Linked DNA regions of Ovis aries: region 2 is linked to region 1. A link is a contact called in public Hi-C data. All regions are on one chromosome and are shown on one strand. The core of a region is the stretch at or near the end of the contact, and the rest is flanking DNA. Distances in the headings are between cores, read along the strand shown.

Region 1 (3,219 bases), core at 410-2,909:
GAAGTGCAGCTAGCCTGTACTAAAGTTGAGGCTGAGGATGAGGAGAGATGGCAGTGGAGATGTGCAGCTCCAGAACTTGTTTGGGGTTTGATGGACCCTAGCGATCTATTTCTCACACAGCACTGCGGGAAATGCATATACTCAGAGAAATTGTCCACATTAAAATCTGGGGGAAAACAGAATAGAAATTAAAAGACTTATGGAAAGGAATGCATGTAGGAAGACACTGGAACGATGTAGGAAGGATGGAGAGGGGAACAGAGAAGCAAAAGGGGGTCAAAGATCATGGCATTTATCTTCCATGGACGAAAGTGGACATTCTCTCACAGAATCTCTTGTCTCTGGTCTCATCTCAGTTGCTTGGATTTTCCCTGGACTGAAAGGAGATCAAATCAGTCAATCCTAAAGGAAATCAACCCTGAATATTCATTGGAAGGACTGATGTAGAAGCTGAAACTCCAATACTTTGGCCACCTGATGTGAAGAGCTGACTCATTGGAAAAGACCCTGATGCTGGGAAAGATTGAAGGCAGAAGGCGAAGGGGGCGGCAGAGGATGAAACGATTAGATAGCATTACTGATTGAATGGACATGAATTTGAGCAAACTCCAGGAGATAGTGGTGGACAGAGGAGCCTGGCATGCTGCAGTCCATGGGGTGGCAAAGAGTTGGAAACAACTTAGAGACTGAACAACAACAAGAACAGAATGCATTAGGATTCCTAGGAGCTCTTGTCTTTTGAGTGCTTTCCTTGTGCTCCTGAAGTTCTGCATAGATGCAACATGGAGGGAGCTCTGGAGGCCTGCTTTTGCATTTCCCCCACCCCTGCAAAGCACATGGGGCCTGCCCCCACAGGGAGACTCAGATGGATGGCCCAGGGTCCTCAAGGCTTGTGAGCTGTGGGGACCCCTCACCCTGGGTAGTCACTGGGCAGGTGCGGATAGTTCCCCTGCCCCAGCCAAAGGCAAAGCACTGTCCGCATGCCCCACACTCACACACATGCACCTCACCCCAAGAACCCAGGATACTCTTGGTGTATGAATTGACTCTGTTGTGTTGGAACTTGTTTCTGGATATAGCTGCTGTTATAATGATGGGAGGGGGCCAAGAAGGCCTGGTTTGCCGGTCCTCAGGGTAAGACTGTGCATGATTCCTGGAACGCCGAGCTCCTGGCCTGGGCTACACACCTGCTGCCTTGCTGTGCCAGGCCCTAGGGGTAAGCAGCAGAGGCCTGACGGGAACCTGGGGGAGGCCAACCTCCACCCAGAAGGGTGGTCTCCCAGCCCCTCTAATTAGAAGGGAGGTCCTTCTCCCTTCTTGGTGCAAATGCTTGTTCACCCACGAAGCAGAGGTCCATATCCCGCTCAGGCCCAGAAGACACCTGGACAGCGTGTCACACTGAAGGGGAGGAGAGTAGTTACCAAGGTGTTGGGGAGCATCACCACGGGGCAGCAGGAGTGCTGGAGCAGCCGGCCCATCTTCCAGATGGAGAGCAGCGCCACCACCAGGATCAGCACGAAGCCCACAAAGGCAAGCAGGGCCAGCGCCAGAGGCAGGGCCTCTCCTGAAAACAGAAAGACAGGAACCGGCTTAGGAGACAGCCCCAAAGACCAACTCGCTCGCCAGTCCTGGGCCTCCCTGGCCTTCCCGGGATTGGCTCTGCAGACGGATCAAGAGAGCAGACTCCGGCACCCTGAGATCTAACATATGCCCCAGGGACAAGAGTGACCACCATTCAATCGTTTTTCTAGAATCCAGATTGGTTTCCAGAAAGGGAGGAGCCTCATGCATTAAGCACTAGCTGTGTTTGCACACACCTTGGTACCACTGCCAGAAGGAAGGCAGAGAGCCAGGCCCCCAGGCAAGATGAGGGGGTGGCGCCCAAGAGCACAGCCCAGAAGGGAGCTGGGCGGTAACTGAAAACAAAGTGTGTTTCACAATTTTCTCTTGGCATTGATCCGTATTATGGAGGAAAATACTGAATTCAGAACAGTCACATAATAACTCCGATGTAGCAAGTCCTGGCCATGGCTAAGTGACTTACCCCAGGTCACACAGGGAGGGCCGGGCCGAGCTCCAAATGCTACTAAGTATTGTATCAGAAAGTGCCAAGTCTGAGCATCTGGAGATACCGAAGTGCGGGATGGGTTATTTTCCCATCTCTCCATCCTATTCGTGTAGCCCCTCTGAGCTGGGCTGCTCACCCACAGTGTGAAGGGTGGCACAGCTGATGCAGCTGCAGAGAAGCTGGGAGGGTCTCCTCAATGCTTTTGGAAACTACTTTGGCAGTACACATCAAGAGATGGGGCTTCCCAGGAGGCTCCGTGGTAAAGATTCTGCCTGCCAATGCAGGGGACATGCGTTCAATCCGTGGGTCAGGAAGAACCCCTGGAGAAGGAAATGGCAGCCCACTCCAGCATTCTTGCCTAGAAAACCCCGTGAAAAGAGGAGCCTGGTGGGGTACCGTCCACGGGGTTGCAAAAGAGTCAAACAGGACAGTGACTGAGCACAGAGCACGCATCAGGAGATACACAAACGTTCAGACTCTTTCACCCGCTCCTGTGAGTAGATTCCAAACAATAATTCCAAAGAGGACAAAACATACACATAAAGCAATTCATAGCAACGTCTAGATTAGAGCAACAGCTTCATAACCAGCTGTCCGCAGAGCCCACAGCAGCACACCTGCACCTCCCTCTACCCCAGTATGCTCTGGTGTGTTCCCTCATAGCACGAACCACCACAGGAAACCATCGCATTTGCTTACTTGTCTGTCTACTCAACTAGAAGGTAAGCTTAGTGAGGGTAGGGACTATATCCCAGTGACAGTGCTCAGTAATTATTCACTGAATGAATGAATGAATCCGTGAAAATGAACATCATCTTCAAAAGCAGATGGAAATGGGTACTTCCGGAAGTAGTCCCATGGTTAGGAATCCAGCTTCCAATGCAGGGGACATGGGTTTGATCCCTGGTCTGGGAAGATCCTATATGACACTGAACCATTAAGCCCACGTGCCACAACTACTGAGCCTGCGCTCTAGCGCCCACGAGCTGCAACTACTGAAGCCGCCATGCTCTGCAACAAGAGAAGCCACTGCAACAGGAAGCCTGAGCACTGCATGGAGAGCATAGCCCCTGCTTGGTGCAACTAGAGAAATCCCACATGCAGCAAGGAAGACCCAGCACAGACAAAACTAAATAATCTTTTATAAAAAA
Region 2 (3,043 bases), core at 414-2,913, 110 kb after region 1:
TTTAGTCTTCTGGTGTAGGCAGAAAAATATCTGGTATTTTTCCATATTACAAAGGTAAATAAATTGTAAAAATTGTTAAACTATAAAAGAATAAAATAGACAGGATATGGATTTATTAAGTCTTCCTGACAAGTGATTTATAACATTTGCATCAAATCTACCTTGAGTTTTGGCAGGGAAGTTCTCAAAGGTGCAAAAAATCCAGTGGCCTAAAACATATCTCAATATCTAACAAAACGTACCCTGTTATGTTTCATGTTTTATTTTCAAGGACCTGAAAGCACTAGTAAAATCTAGACTAAATATTTAGAAAAACAGAACAAACAAGTTTAAAATTTAATATATGAACAAGCACAGCTGAGAAATCCTGAACATTCTGCAAACTGTTCAGAATTTTCCAAAGAAGAAAATCGTAAAGTTTGCAATAAAAATGAAATAAAACTATTAATCAACCAAAGCACAGATCTCGAGTTTCTATCAAACTATGAGGGATATCTATTTAAGAACTGAATATTACTGACAATTACCAAACAGAACCTTCTTCTTGGATAATTCCCCATTTACTCTGTAAACTCCCTGAGGGTTGAGACACAGCACTTTCCATCTGCTTAATAAACTGTATGGTTGGTCTTTCTTACATCTACCAAAGTAAGATTTTTAAAAATGAATACCTCTTGCAACATTTACTTGTCCTGACTGAACAGTGAGCTTTTTTTTGCTCACCACCCAAGATGGGGATAGAAATTTCTTCAACTCATCCTTTCCTAACTCCCCTGGTTTCTTGCCAAAGTTAACGGGCAGAATTATTTTTAAGTGACTAGTTCATTAGTGTGACACTAAACTGGGCGTCTGTAAAGTAAGGGTTCTCAGTCCGGCACAAAATTCAGCTTCCCGAGCTTCTAATAGCAAACTTTTATGGACACACACAGGAAAGGTTACAAAACCAACTACCAAGATACATTTTTCCCCCCGGATATATTACAACTCAAGTCAAAAGCTTACAGCCCAAGTAACTCACGTACGAATCCATGATATTATAATAACCCAGATTTCCCAACAAGGGAAACTGCAGGGGGCTGGGTGGGGGGAGGGGCGGGAGGCGCATCCCGAGGATGTCCATCCTCCGCACCCTGAACGGCTCCCTCCCACTCCTAGAGGTAAGCGCCCCTCTCCACCACCACCGCGGCCTCGGAATGCGCCACAAAGCCGTCAGGACTTTGAGAGGTAAAGAAAAGGAGGAGGGTGCACGCCACACACTCGACCTCTCAGCCTCCAGGGACGGCCGGCCGCAGCGCTCACCCGGACCCGACGCTCCAGGGAGGGACAGGAAGGTCGTAGGGCTGCGCCTCCCAGGGCAGTGGCCGGAGGGTCGCGCGAAGCCGCGAGGCAAAAAGCCCAGGCCCGACCAAGCGGCCTCCCCGCCCCCTCCGGCTTCGCTCCGAGCCGGCAGACGGCGCCCCGGGAGCTAACTTCAGCAGGGAAGAGGAAGCTCCGCGGCAAGTAACGGGCTATGTAGATTCCCCAGACGAGAAAAAGGCTGTCTGTGCGTCTGCCTGCCGGCAGGACCGTCTCACCTCCCCTCTGCCAAGCCCGGGCGGCGCCAGCTCACTTGAGGAGGGCAGGGACGCCGCCACGGCCGCCGCGATGGCCGTTACGGCACGAGGCCTCCGCTCTGCCGCCGCGTAGCTCTGGGGAGAGAGGCGGGGCGTGCGCGGCGGGAGGGCGGGGCTGCAGCGCCGACCGGTCGCGAGGCCCTGGGCGGACCCGCGCAGACAGGAAACCCCCCCTCCCTGCCCAATCTGATAGGTTCAGTCTTCCCCTTCCCTCCTATCACTGACGCGAGGGCGGTCTTCGCCGCTCTGGGATTGGGCGAGCCCTCCTGTCAATCAATTGCTGTGCTAGGTGTGGAGCTGAGGCTGCTCGGTGGAGAGGGAGTGAGAGAGACAGAAGCGCCCTGCCAGTTTCTGGGTTTTGTTGCTTCTGTGTCTCTGGCTGATTATTCTGGGGCCTTCCTCCTCAGCGCCACAGGAGATTCCACAACAGAACTGACTGCTTTCCGAGTTAAGCCCCGACTGCTCTGGGAGCTTCCTTCTGGTTTCTGCACCTGAAGAAGGTCTTACCAGCGGAAAGTTCTTAGGGACGGGAGCGAAAATGAGAAGCAAACAAAAAGGCCTGAACGTAGAGTCCTGAGAGAAAAATGTAAGACGTGTCCTTAACTTGAACCGCAAACCAAAATAAGCTGAGTCTGAGGGCCTTCGAAGCGCCCTGGTGCGTGGATAGCTTCCATTCTTGGTTGCCGTAGCCTTGCTGTGAGGACAGTGACTTTCGGTGACAGGTCTGTTCTTTCTTAGCTGCCCAGCCCCAGACACCTGCCATCAGTAAGTTGGTTCTCCCCACGCCGGAGCCTCAGACCCCATCACCTGCCTCTTCCTCCCCAGCCATCTCTGTGGCTCTGCGTAGGCGTTTGCCGCCCAGGGAAGCCTGGTAAGTGCACAGGTGTTTTCCCCATCCAGCTGCTGAAAGAGCCAGACTTTTTGCGACTCCATGGATCTGAAGCCCACCAGGTTCCTCTCTCCATGGAATTTGCCAGGCAAGAATCCTGGAGCTTTTTGCCATTTCCTAGGGATACAACCAGCGTCTCCTGCACTGGCAAGGGGATTCTTTACCACCTGGGGAGACCTCCCTACCCCTACATGATTTCAAATCAGAAATCATGTCAGTCAGTACTGTTTTTCCCCAGTACCTAGCACATGGTAGTGTTAGGCACTTAGTCCTGTCTGACGCTTTGCGACCCCATGGACTGTAACACATGGAATTGTCCAGGCAAGAATACTGGGGTGGGTTACCATTTCCTTCTCCAGGGGATCTTGGACCCAGGGATCGAACCCAAGTCTCCCACTTTGCAGGCAGATTCTAGCACATGGTAGATCATCAGTAAGTATTGTTTAAGGCATTAGTACAGCTTCAATCCCCAATTTCATTCATTTATGCTTTTCTGTATTTAACTTCAGAATTATTCATTTGTATCCTAATAGAGGAATAT

What was found. Hi-C and Micro-C count contacts between places; a contact is called where the count stands out from the background.
Region 2: a Hi-C map of tail adipose tissue shows a contact between it and region 1, with 3 times the contacts expected there. The contact joins the promoter of NCK1 here to the enhancer-like site in region 1. A contact is called at or near these places in 5 of 16 Hi-C or Micro-C datasets (liver, muscle, omental adipose tissue and 2 more).

Annotation. Positions count from the first base shown.
Region 1 is chr1:252,835,427-252,838,645 of ARS-UI_Ramb_v3.0, forward strand. IL20RB (interleukin 20 receptor subunit beta) reads right to left here. Exons shown (of 7, transcript XM_042236712.1): 6 at 1,422-1,564. Among named protein-coding and RNA genes, the nearest start is that of IL20RB, 30 kb to the right of the region's middle. Within about 2 kb of position 1,660, at least 8 of the 54 cell types and tissues checked have an H3K27ac peak or open chromatin away from gene starts, as enhancers often do. A contact at or near this core is called in tail adipose tissue, where this site is marked.
Region 2 is chr1:252,946,229-252,949,271 of ARS-UI_Ramb_v3.0, forward strand. It overlaps NCK1 (NCK adaptor protein 1), which reads right to left and starts at 1,664. Exons shown (of 4, transcript NM_001166199.1): 1 at 1,575-1,664. It overlaps LOC121817339 (a long non-coding RNA gene), which reads left to right and starts at 1,889. Exons shown (of 3, transcript XR_006057174.2): 1 at 1,889-2,484; 2 at 3,036-3,043.